2 separate regions of the Pan troglodytes genome follow, and region 1 is linked to region 2. A link is a contact called in public HiChIP or PLAC-seq data. All regions are on one chromosome and are shown on one strand. The core of a region is the stretch at or near the end of the contact, and the rest is flanking DNA. Distances in the headings are between cores, read along the strand shown.

Evidence for each region. HiChIP or PLAC-seq counts read pairs in DNA pulled down with a chosen protein or histone mark.
Region 1: a contact with region 2 is called in an H3K4me3 HiChIP or PLAC-seq map of stem cell-derived excitatory neurons, with 8 times the contacts expected there. The contact joins the promoter of LOC104003432 here to the promoter of LOC100610781 in region 2. A contact is called at or near these places in 1 of 7 Hi-C or Micro-C datasets (stem cell-derived neural progenitor cells) and 1 of 1 datasets of contacts at active chromatin or transcription factors (stem cell-derived excitatory neurons).

The regions. Positions count from the first base shown.
Region 1 is chr20:56,292,699-56,299,275 of NHGRI_mPanTro3-v2.0_pri, reverse strand. LOC104003432 (zinc finger protein 813) reads right to left here and starts at 1,602. Exons shown (of 6, transcript XR_010153958.1): 1 at 1,505-1,602.
Region 2 is chr20:56,030,302-56,036,434 of NHGRI_mPanTro3-v2.0_pri, reverse strand. LOC100610781 (zinc finger protein 665-like) reads right to left here and starts at 1,583. Exons shown (of 5, transcript XM_063802220.1): 1 at 1,382-1,583. ZNF665 (zinc finger protein 665) reads left to right here and starts at 5,461. Exons shown (of 5, transcript XM_054672588.2): 1 at 5,461-5,541.

The DNA.
Region 1 (6,577 bases), core at 353-2,852, 260 kb before region 2:
ACTGTGTCTATGCAGAAAAGGAAGACATAAGAAACTTCATTTTGATCTGTACTAAGAAAAATTGTTTCTGCTTTGAGATGCTGTTAATCCGTAACTTTAGCCCCAACCCTGTGCTCACAGAAACATGTGCTGTATTGAATCAAGGTTTAATGGATTTAGGGCTGTGCAGGGTGTGCCTTGTTAACAATATGTTTGCAGGCAGTATGCTTGGTAAAGGTCATCACCATTCTCCATTCTCGATTAACCAGGGACACAATGCACTGTGGAAGGCCGCAGGGACCTCTGCCCTAGAAAGCCTGGGTATTGTCCAAGTTTCCCCCCACTGAGACAGCCTGAGATATGGCCTCATGGGAAAAGAAAGACCTTACCATCCCCCAGCCGGACACCCATAAAGAGTCTGTGCTGAGGAGGAGTAGTGAAAGAGGGAGGCCTCTTTGCAGTTGAGATAAGAGGAAGACTTCTGTCTCCTGCTGGTCCCTGGGAATGGAATGTCTAGGTGTAAAGCTGACCATTTCCATTCGTTCTATTCTGAGATAGGAGAAAACCGCCCTGTGGCTGGAGGCGAGATATGCTGGCAGCAATACTGCTCTGTGACTCTTTGCTACACTGAGATGTTTGGGTGAAGAGAAATATAAATCTAGCCTACGTGCACATCCAGCCACAGTACCTTTCCTTGAACTTATTCATGATATAGATTCCTTTGCTCACATGTTTTCCTGCTGACCTCTCCCCACCTGTTGCCCTGCTACACTCCCCTCACTAGGACAGTAAAAATAATGATCAATAAATACTGAGGGAACTCAGAGGCTGGCACTGGTGCCGGTCCTCCGTATGCTGAGCGCCGGTCCCCTGGGCCCACTGTCCTTTCTCTATACTTTGTCTTTGTGTCTTATTTCTTTTCTCAGTCTCTCTTCCCACCTGACGAGAAATACCCACAGGTGTGGAAGGGCTGGCCCCCTTCAACAGGACAAGCCCCGGGCACCTCCCCAACGTGGGCTCAGGGGAAGCCGTGACTGCGGAGGGGAGACTTAGGGAGCAGCAGGGCCCGGCAGGAGGAGGGAGGTGGGGGGGGGGGGCGAGGGCGCCTTAAGACAAGGGTGGGGTCTGCAGGATCCCAGGACCAGACAGAGGACGCGGCCTTCCCGGGACTGGGGCCGCGGTTCTGCGCTCCACCGGCCGAAGTGGGCGAGAATCCACCTCTTGGGTGAGGACTTCAAAACGCGCGGGGTGGGAGGAGTCAGAGAAAGGTTTAGAGCAGGAAAAATGCGCGATAGAAAGTGTATACATTGCCCTATAGCAGAAAGACCCGGGACGGGACCAGCCTCAGGGCGACCTTAAACACAAAAGGAAGCGACCCCCGGACTCTCACGGGGTCGTCTCAATTTGCTCTAGGTGAAGGAAGATGGCTGAGAATTTCCAGGTTTGTGGGGACCCCACGCCCCAGGTACAGAAGCGCCAGGGACCTGGGAAGTGCAGACTTAATACAACACAGAGCCAAACTCACGCGCTGCCGTGGGACCGTCACTCCACGCGATCCGCTTCCGGGTTTTCGCGAATCTCTGCGCAGGACAGAAGCCAGGCCTGGGCGGGACCTGGGAGGAGGTGGGCGGGGCCTGACGAGGCAGGGGCGGGGCGAGAGGCGGAGAGACTTTGCCCTTTGGAATGCGCAGAGGGCGAGGCCAGGGTGGGACCTGTGAGTCCCTCACCCTCGCTCCAGCGCCTGTTTTAGGGTTTTGGAGTCGAGACCGGCCAGTAAGGTTGAGGCACTATTCCAAAGCCCTGGAATTGTCTGTAACGGGGATGCAAACTAGAATGTGAAATGCAAAGCCCTGCCTGGGCGGAAGGTACGATTTCATGCTGACGGCCCACAAAACAGAATAGAAATCCTCCCCCTTTCTATTCTCCATTCACTCAGGAGGGCAAGTCCACCCCGTGCTCAACTTCAGAGACTTCCCTAAAGCCACCGCCACGGATGCGGGACGGAGTGCTCAGGCCAGGGTGGAGTGAGGTGACCACCTGCTGGATGGGGCGCCGGGGTGGGAGGGATGCGCGCGCGGGGGCAGGAGCCTGAGGTCCCAGCTACTCAGGAAGCAGCGGCGGGAGGATCGCTGAGCCTGGGGGTCCAGGCCAGCCTGAGCGACAAAGTAACACCCCCTCCCGCAGCTCTTCCTTCCTCGTCTCTCTCTTTTTTTCCTTTTTTTTTTTTTTTTAATGTTTTAAAATACAATTTTGATTGTGTGAGATAGGGATCCAACAGTATTCTTTTCCATCTGGATATTCAGTTAGTTGTCTCAGCACGTTTGGGGAAGAGATTTATTACTTTATTTATTTGCTTATTTCTTTTGAGACAGCGTATTTCTCTGTCGCCCAGGCTAGAGGGCAGTGACGGGATCTCGGTTCACTGCAGCCTCTTCCTCTTGGGTTCAAGCGATTCCCCTGCCTCAGCCTCCGGAGTACCTGCCATTACATTCGCGTGCCACCATGCCTGGCTAATTTTTGTATTTTTGTAGACGGGTTTCACCATGTTGGCCAGGCTGGTCTCAAACTCTTGACTTCAAGTGATCCGCCTGCCTCGGCCTCCCAAAGTGCTGGCATTACAGGCGTGAGCCACTGCACCTGGCCCAACAAATACTTTTTACTTCACTTTCTAATTGTTGAGAAAACATAATTGAAAACAAACAAAAAGTCTTCCCCCCAATGAGAAATCATCTCCACGACGACAATAGAGAAAGAAATTAAAACCATTTCATTAATAAATAAGCCTTAGGCCAGATTATGATGCGAAATACAGACAAACAGCTAAGAGGTTGAAAAGAGAGAAAGAAACTTCACTGTTCTATACAACCCATTAAGGACATGTTTTCAAGATAAACACTAATCAGTCCTCAGGGAAGAGGACTTGACAACACCCTTGGTCACACATAGTTCATCCTGGCTCTACTTGGTAATGGAGGTGACCATCTGTGTCAGCTAAGTAGCTTCATGCCGAGGAGGGGAAGAAACACTAACCCATGTTTTTTTGACAAGTGTGAGTTTTACAACATGGCGACAGGTGCCCTCTCTAGTGAGGCTCCTAAAATCCGACAGAAACTGATGTCAGCAGTAAATAATAAAATTTAGAATTTATGATTAAGTATAGAGTTTATCTGAACACAAAGCATGAGGATAACCACTGGCAAACATCAACTCCAAATGAATGGGATCAGCGTTCCATAGTAGAGACGTTTAGGTTTCACACACAGGGAAAGACAGAAGCTTTAGGACAATCACCACATTTTCCATTCAAGACCAGTGCATAGGTTGCAGCAAGTTGATTGGTGACAGAGTGATACACTTCAAGGAAGGTTACTTTATCACTCCATAAAAAGGGACAATGATCTCAGGAGGTCTTATCTCTGGGGTTGCTTAGTCTTTCTAATTATTTACAGGAAAACTTTTCCTGTAAATAAGAGGAAGACTTGCATAGGCTGGAGTGCAGTGGGGCGACCTCGGCTCACTGCAACCTCTACCTCTCAGATTCAAGCAGTTCTCTTGCCTCAGCCTCCCAAGTAGCTGGGATTACAGGTGCATGCCACCATTGTTTTTTTTGTTTGAGACAGAGTCTCGCTCTGTTGCCTAGGCTGGGGAGCAATGACACGATCTCAGCTGCTTACTGCAACCTCTGCCTCCCGGGTTCAAGCGATTCTCCTGGCTCAGGCTCTCGAGTAGCTAGGAGCCCAGCTAACTTTTGTATTTTTAGTAGAGACGGGGTTTCACCATGTTGGGCAGGCTGGTCTCAAACTCCTGACCTTGTGATCCACCCGCCCAAGCCTTCCAATTTTCTGGGATTACAGGTGTGAGCCACCACTCCTGGCCCTTTGTTTTGTATTTTTAGTAGAGAGGTGGTTTCACCATGTTGGCCAGGCTAGTTTCAAACTCTTGACCTCAAGTGATCTGTCCACCTTGACCTCCCAAAGTGGTGAGATTACAGGTGTGGGCCACCACACGTGGCCAGGAAAACTCATAGAAGTTACGCCTGCATTCCACTGGACTCAAGTTGAATGAGCACATTTCTCTCAAGGTGTAGCAGGACGAGCCACAGACAAAAGCCCTCAGACACAGGGTTAAAGAAGGAAGTGGCTTTATTTGGCCGGGAGCATCGGCTGACTGGCATCTCAAGAACCGAGCTCCCCGAAGAAAGAGTTCCTGGTCCTTTTAAGGGCTTACAACTGTAAGGGGTTCCACGTGAAAGGGTCATGATAGATTGAGAGCACATGTGGTTAGAGTTGGGGGTTAATATTTTAACCTCAGGCCTGGTCATCAGTGGCACCAGCTGGTCTTGCCACTGACTTCATTCCTGTTGTTTTTCAGCTTTTACTTCAGAGACAGGAGACAGTAAGAGAAATGGCCTCTCTCTTCAAAGGCTCATAATTATTTAAAGGTCATAGCTTTAAATTGGAATTATTTGATGTATGAATTATTTAATTTCCTACTGAGATACAGGTACTGTCTCCCTTGTATTTTGCCTTTCAAAGAGAGCTCCCAAGTCCTTCAGAAATACATCCCTGGGTCATCAAGCTGAAAAAAGGTTTAGTTAGTTTCTAAAAAACACCACTTCAGACCAGGTGTGGTGGTTCACACCTGTAATCCCAGCACTTTCAGAGGCCAAGATGGCGAATCACTTGAGGTCAGGAGTTCGAAACCGGGCTTGTACCCGGAAGTTGAAGGCTGCGGTGAACTGGGATCGTGCAATTGCACTCTAGCCTAAGCAACAAAAGCAAAACTCCATCTAAAAAACAAACAACAAAAACAAAACAACAAAAAACCTCAGAAGACAGAGAAAATCCATTTACAAATTTTCTAAATAAGTCTCCTAAGAAAAGAGACGAAAAGAAAGTAAATCTCTTTATTTCCACAGGAGGAATTACACCTCGCATTTATTTGCTTGTTTGTTTGAGACAGGGTCTAGCTCTGACACCCAGGCTGGAGCGTGGTGGAGAGATCAGGGCTCACTGCAGCCTCCAACTCCCTGGCTCAAGCGATCCTCCCACCTCAGCGCTCCAGCAGCTGGGACCACAGGCGCGCACCACCACACTTGGCTGATTTTTTTTTTTTTTGATTTTTAGTAGAGACGATGTCTCATCATGTTGCCCAGGCTGATCTCAAACTCCTGGGCTCAAGCGATCGTCTCACCTCGGCCACTCAAAGTGCTGGGATTACAGGTGTGAACCACCGCTCCGGGCCCTGACTTTATTTCCATGAAATATGAAATTGTCCTTCACCTCCTGTGTATAATAGGCAGTTCTGCTTGTCACTCTTCAGTTTCCATTATCCACTCAAACAACCCAACCCAGGACCTTGCTTAGTTTAATAAGCCGTTCTAATTGTCTGTGCCCGCTGCAACAAGCGCCCCACTCCACCCCTTTACCGAGGTCCCTGACCCTCTCCACCGCCCTGCCCCAGACTGAGGGGAGCTTGCCCCGCCTGCAGGACGCGCGACTCTACCTGCTCCAAAAAAGCTCTTTGCATTGAAACTATTTTCAACTTAAGAGGAAAAACGATTCAACGTTCAGTACAGGTGGCCCACTACAATATGTTGTTTTACCTTCGATTGTTCGAAATAGTAACTTCAACGGGCAGGAAGCATCTCTGTGATATTAGGGGTAATATCATGGCACATCAGAAACAATCCACCAATCAGAACCCAGTCCTGGAGGGCAAGAGGATGAGAGTAGGCGACATCCACAGCCCAGCTGAGAAAAGAACCCGGACCCGCCCCCTCCAGGCCCCGCCCTTCAGAACAAAACCCCTTCCAGACCCCACCCCCAAGATGACGCTAACCCTCGGGTCCCGCCTTTTCCTGCTGTCCAGCCCGGCCCCCAGGCAGCCTCCTCCCTCTTGCCCCGCCCACTCCCATTCCAGGCCCCACCCCCTCCCATTCCAGGCCCCACCCCCACCCTCTAACCAGGCCCGGTTTCCAAAGCTGCCTCCACCCTCCCTCCCCGACCCAGCACCTGTTCTGGCCCGGCCCCCTCGGCGACCTTTACCCCTCCCGTTCCGTCCCCGCTCTCTGTCCAGAACCCGCCCAGAAGGAATCTGGGTGCTTCGGGATGTTGAAATCCCCACGCGAGTTTGTGCAGTTGTCGGGGAGTCCCGGCTTCCCCATGGGAAGCTCGCAGGCCCAGTGGCTCTGCAGCTTTTGTATCGTTTTAGACCATGTCCTCCGCCTTTCAATACCCTATTGCCCTTTTCAATAATCCCAGTTGGCAGCTGCTGAGCGCCTCACCCTCATCCACCCATGTTTCCCAGCTGTCAGCCCCTTTGTTCTCGTGAGCGGTGACTCCACAGTGTGCATCTTTGCTTGGCATGCTGGATGAGGACTACCAAATTCCTACTTTTGTGAGAATTAATTGTCTGTTTTTGTATAACGTTCAGTCGTTTTGTTGCCTAAAATGGTGTCACAGTCCACACCCCATGTGAGAGGGATCTTGCGCAGTAAAAAATTCAAGGCGAGGGTCCGAGTGTAGTGAGGCGAGAGAGTTTATTGAAAGCTACCAGTTACGCAGTAGGGCGTCCTCAGAAAGCAGGGGGAACGCCT
Region 2 (6,133 bases), core at 334-2,833:
GAGGGAGTCATGGGAGCCCCAATATATAGGTCAGTTTTAAGGACAGGTGACAACCTATTACTTTTGACTGACGTCTGAAGTGGCGGGGGCGGGGCAGGGGGTTGGCCTTGTGGGACTAAGACCTTAACCTGTTGGATCTGACTCTAACTCCAGGCGCACAGTGTCAGAATTGAATTGAGTTATAGGACACGCAACTGGTGTATACTGGAGAATCGCCTAGTGTGTGGGAAAAAAACTCCCACACATTTGCTGTCAGAAGTGTTATATGTTGGCTGGGCGCGGTGGCTCATGCCTGTAATCCCAGCCCTTTGGGAGGCCCAGGCGGGCGGATAACCTGAGGTCAGGGGTTGGAGACCAGCCTGGCCAACATGGTGGCCCCGACTCTACTGAAAATACAAAAATTAGCCGGGCGTGGTGGCACATGCCTGTAATCAGAGCTACTCCGGAGGCTGAGGCAGGAAAATCGCTTGAACCTGGGAGGTGGAGGTTGCAGTGAGCTGAGGTTGCGCCACTGCACTCCAGCCTGGGTAACAGAGGGGGCGACTCATTCTCAAAAAAAAAAAAAAAAAAGCATACTGGGTGTCACCGAACAGGCCCAGGTCACCTCCTCCACCATGAGTGTCACAGGACAAGCCCAGCTCACCTTCCGACCACGGGAGGTGACTGCCTAGAGGGGCTTGGGAGCTGAAGGCCTTTCCTGAGAAAGATTTCAGGTGAGAAAGACAAAGGTGGCACCTTAGGACAGGGGTGGGGTCTGCAGAATCCCAGAACCAAGTAAGGACGCGGCCCCTCCGGACTGAGGCTGCAGCGCTGCGCACCAGGGGCCGACAAGGGCAGGTCTTGGAGAACCGGATAGACCTGAATCCACCTTGCAGGTGAGGGCTCTAAAAAGTGCTCTCCCGGCCAGGCGCGGTGGCTCACGCCTGTAATCTCAGCACTTTGGGAGGCCGAGGCGGGCGGATCACGAGGTCAGGAGAAGGAGACCATCCTGGCTAACACGGGTGAAACCCCGTCTCTACTAAAAAAAATACAACAAAATTAGCTGGGCGTGGTGGCGGGCGCCTGTAGTCCCAGCTACTTGGGAGGCTGAGGCAGGAAAATGGCGTGAACCCGGGAAGCAGAGCTTGCAGTGAGCCGAGATCGCGCCACTGCGCTCCAGCCTGGGCGACACAGCGAGACTCCGTCTTAGAAAAAAAAAAAAAAAGTGCCCTCCCGCGTGGCGGGAAGAAAAATCGGTAAAGGATTTTAGGCAGCAAAAGACACGAAAGGCCATGTTTACCTAGCGCAAAGCAGTAAGACCAGATTCAGGAAGTAGCCTTAGAGCGATTTTAACCCAAAGGGAAAGCGATCTCCGCATTCTCACAGCAACGTCAGAATTTACCTGGGGTGGAGGGCGCGGTGTGGTCATTTTAAGATCTGTAGGGACCCCTCCAGACCCGGGGGATGGAAGAAGGGGGACTGCGAAGCGCAGATTTAATCTAGAGAGAGCGAAACTCAGGCTCGGCGGCGCAGCCTTCACTCCCCGCGATCCGCTTCCGGGTCTACAGAAAACCGCTCGCAGCGGAGACTGGGCGGCCTGGGGGCGGGGAAGGGGCGGGGCCTGGCCAGGGAGAGACCGGCAGGGGGCGGGGCCGGGGGGGAACTGAGGCGGCCTAGGGGCGGGGCCTAGGCGGGGCGCGACCGGCACAGGGAGTGGGCCGGGGAGAAAACGTGAAGGGTGGGGCGGGGCCTGGACAGGCAGGGGGCGGGGCCGGGAGGGACCTAAGGAAGGCGGGTGGGAACCTGCGTTTCCAGCCACCTGGTTCCCAGAGCGTCCCTATTTTCTGGGTTTGGGAACACAAGTCTATTTCGTGTCCTGCGGAGCAGTTTTGCTTTCTGCTTATTTTAAGTTAATGTTTCAATTTTAAGGTAAACCCTTAGAGTTATGTGGGCCATCTCTGTTGGAAACTAAGACGTTTTCCTAAGTTGCAAACTTAAGTTGCTCAACTATTTTTAAAAAGTTACTGCTTTTTCTAAAGCAAGAGTTAATGTCACCGGTATTAGCCCTCCTCGCTCCACACCCCAGGTATTTACCATATGAAAATCTCTGCAACTGTGCACAGGGCTGACTCTCTCCCTCCATGGTCAATGGGTGTAGAATGGGGAGGGGATTGCATTAAGTTCTGTTGCGAGGTGACTTGAAATTACTTACACATTCTGCCCAGGCAGAGTTTTGCATTTCACATTCTAGTTTGCATACCCTTCACAGACATTTTCAGGGCTTTTTAGTTAAGTTGCTTAAATTAATTCAAATTGCAGAAACTTTCCTGGATTCAATCTACCCCAAACCGACACCCCCAGAGATGCCAGATCCCCACCCAGAGTTGCTTCAGTCTCACTAGCAGCTCTTCTGTCCTACCTGCTGGCAGAAATAACCATTTCAACGTGAACCATTTCAACTTCTGTCCCATTCGCTGGCAAAAATACCTTTTAACGTATTTTACCGTATTAACGTATAAGTTTAACCATTTCAACTTTCTTTTGCCCAAGATTCCTATTCCCATGGTCAGGTTGGGATCTACCCTCAATAATAACTATGGTGGCCCAGGGCGTTGTAATCTGTGTGCAGCGTTGAGCACCAAGGCTCTGTGTTCTGCGTTTCTGATTACATTTTTTAGCTCTAAAATTTCTCTGTTTCTCCTTTATAGCTTCTGTCCCTATATTGATAGTCTCATTTTGCTCATATCTTGTTTTCCTGATTTCCTGTGGTTGTCTTTGTGTGCTCTCCTCTTAATTCATTGACCATCTTGTGACTCTTATTTTCAATTCTTTGTCTGATAATTCACACGTCTTCATTTCTTTAGTGTCAGTTTGTGGTGGTTTCATTTGTTCCTTTGTGTGGATCATGTTTCCTTTTCTCCTTGAATGTCTTGTTATCTTGGCACCTCAGCATTTCACTATCAGCCAGTCCTACTTTTTTATTTCTGGCTTCCTTCAGGGAGGACCCTCTCTATTCAGCCTGACTAGAGATTCTGGAAACCTCTGAAGCCTTTTCTGGGAATGTGTCGTCTCTGGGCTTTTGCTTGTAGTTACCTGAGAAGGTTTGCCGGTTTTTCTTCAGGAGAGCTCCTGTTGACAGTCTGCAATTCTGCAGTCCCTGTGTTTTCATGGTAAGCTGTGGTCTGGTTCTCCACCTAGTGTCTGCCTGCGTTACTGCAGACTCTCGTTTATGTTGCTTGCCTTTGTTCTCAATGGTTTCCCTGACCTGGCATCCTGTCACTTTTGATGGTACTTCTGTTACTTAACTGATTCTTTAGGTTTAATTGTAATTGTTGAGGGTTTTTTTGTTTTTGTTTTGTCTTTATTTTGTTGAGATGGGGTTTCACTATATTGCCCAGGCTGGTCTTGAACTCCTGGGCTCAAGCACCCCTCCTGCCTCAGGCTCTCAAAGTGCTGGGATTACAGGTGTGAGCCACTGCTCTCAGCCTAACTGTAATTCTTAGATGCCTGGGTTCGGGGCTTGCTCTGTCATTTCTAGCTCTTGGACCTTAGGCCAGTTTCTTAGCGTATCTGTGACACAGTTTCTTTTTTTTTTTTTTTTTTTTTTTTTTTTTTTGAGACGGAGTCTTGCTCTCGCCCAGCCTGGAGTGCAGGGGCGCGATCTCGGCTCACTGCAAGCTCCGCCTCCCGGGTTCACGCCATTCTCCTGCCTCAGCCTCCCGAGTAGCGTAGCTGGTACTACAGGCGCCCGCCACCACGCCCGGCTAATTTTTTTGTATTATCATTAGAGACGGGGTTTCACCGTGTTAGCCAGGATGGTCTCCTGGTGACCATCGTGATCCGCCCGGCTCGTGATCCGGTCCTGACCTCGTGATCCGCCCAGCTCGGCCTCCCAAAGTGCTGGGATTACAGGCGTGAGCCACAGCGCCCGGCCGACACAGTTGTTTCCTAGTAAGACAGGAAAAGCTCTTTTTCTCATGGGCTATTATGTTGTCATTTGAGTTAATACAGGTAAAGTATTCCGAATAATGCCTTGCACATAGTGTTCAGAAAAGTCAGTCATTGCTATTGCCATTATCATCACAGTTTTTACTTCTGGCCAGTGTTTCTGTAAAGCCACTGTGGACCTTGTCACCTCAGAAGACATCATTCGTGCTTTAGCTTATCTAGATACTGAATATCACTTAGTGTGTTGAAAATAATATCTAACACTTCTATAGAGATCAGCTTGTGTTTGGGTTTTTATTTGTCTATTTATTGTATTGTCCACAAAACTGAAAACTCCACACAGATTTAGAGGCTATTATAACTAGTTAGGGAAAAGTACAATAAAACAGAATTAGGGAGACATAACTTGCTCAAAAATGCCTTCACGCCGGGCGCGGTGGCTCACGCCTGAGATCCCAGCACTTTGGGAGGCCGAGACGGGCAGATCACGAGGTCAGGAGTTCGAGACCAGCCTGGCCAACATGGCAAAACCCCATCTCTACTAAAAATACAAAAATTGGCCGGGCGTGGTGACAGGCACCTGTAATCCCAGCTACTCGGGAAGCTGAGGCAGGAGAATCGCTTGAACCCGGGAGGCGGAGGTTGCAGTGAGCCGAGATCATGCCATTGCATTCCAGCCTGGGCGACAAGAGCTAGACTCTTGTCAAAAAAAAAAAAAAAAAAAAAAAAAACCTCACATATTCGTATTTAAGAATATAGGAAACACTGATTCAGTTTCTTCTACTGTTCTCTCACAACACAGAATGCTACCGTTAGCCCAGAGGTACTGGGTTTTCCCACACACACCAAGCAAGCAATCCTGCCACAGACACCAGGTGCGTGTTCTCTCATTCCGTTCCATTTTGCCGGGACATGGCATCAGATCCCACACGTTGAGGGCTCAGTCCCACAATAGTGCACACATTTCAATGCCAGTCACAAGCACAGGTTGTGACTTGTGCTTACAGATCAGATATAAATCCAGGAGTCCCTTGACCCCCTCCTCAGGTTCAACGAAGTTGCTAGAGTGGCTCACAAAATACAGGGAAACACTTTACATAGATTTACGTATTATAAAGGATATTACAAAGTTGACAGAAGAACAGCCAGATGGAAGGGATCAGTGAGGTGAGGCATGGGAGAAGGGGCGTTGAGCCTTGGTGCCCTCCCTGGGTGCACCACGCTGCAGGAGCCTCCCAGTGTTCACCTATCCAGAAGCTCCGCTGAATCCTCTCCTTTTGGGTTGTTATGGAGCCTTCATTACATATGCATGATTGCTTATATTACTGGCCATTGGTTAAACTTTTAGATAGCCTAAGTTTTGTTTTTTTTTTTTTTTAGGAGAGACGAAGTCTCACTCTGTCACCCAGGCTGGAGTGCAATGGCGCGATATCGGCTCATTGCAACCTCCGCCTCCTGGGTTCAGGCCCCGCCCCGGCCCCGCCCACCCTATGCTCTCAGTCCCTCCCAACGCCCGGCCTTTCCCCACCGCAACCCGCCCCTTTGCCTACTGCGCGGGCAGTTTCTTGCAAACCCGGAAGCAGATCTCTTGGAGTGAAGGCTGTTAGTCGCCGCGTGAGTTTCCCTCTATCTAGATTAAACCTGCGTTTCGGAGTCCCCTGCTCCTCCGTACCCGATGTCCGGGGGTTCCTATAGCCCTTAAAGTCCCCGCACGGCTCCCTCCATTCCATGTAAATTCAGACGTTGCCGCGAGACTCTGGGGGTCGCATCGCTTTGGGTTAAAATCACACAGGCTGGTCCTGCCCGCGGTCTTTCGGCCTTCAGACCATGCAGACACCTCCTTTCCTGCGCCGTTTCCTGCTTAAAACCCTTTACTTAAAACCCTGCGCCCTGTGAAGTCCTCATCTGCGAAGTGGGTGCAGGATTTTACCGTCCCCTAACCTCGCCCTAGTCGGTTACTGGAGCGTTAGCGCCGCAGCCCCAGTCCCGGGGAGGCCGCGCCTCTGCCTGGTTCTGGGATCCTGCATACCCCACCCCTCTCCTAAGGCGCTGTCGCCCCCCACCTCTCTCCTCCTCGTGCGGGGCCCTGCTGCTCCCTAGGCCTCCCCTTCGCAGTCACCGTTTCCCCTGAGCCCGCGCTGGGGAGGTGCCCGGGGCTTGTCCTGTGATACCCGGTGTTCTTGCCTGCCCAGCTCCACCCGCTGGA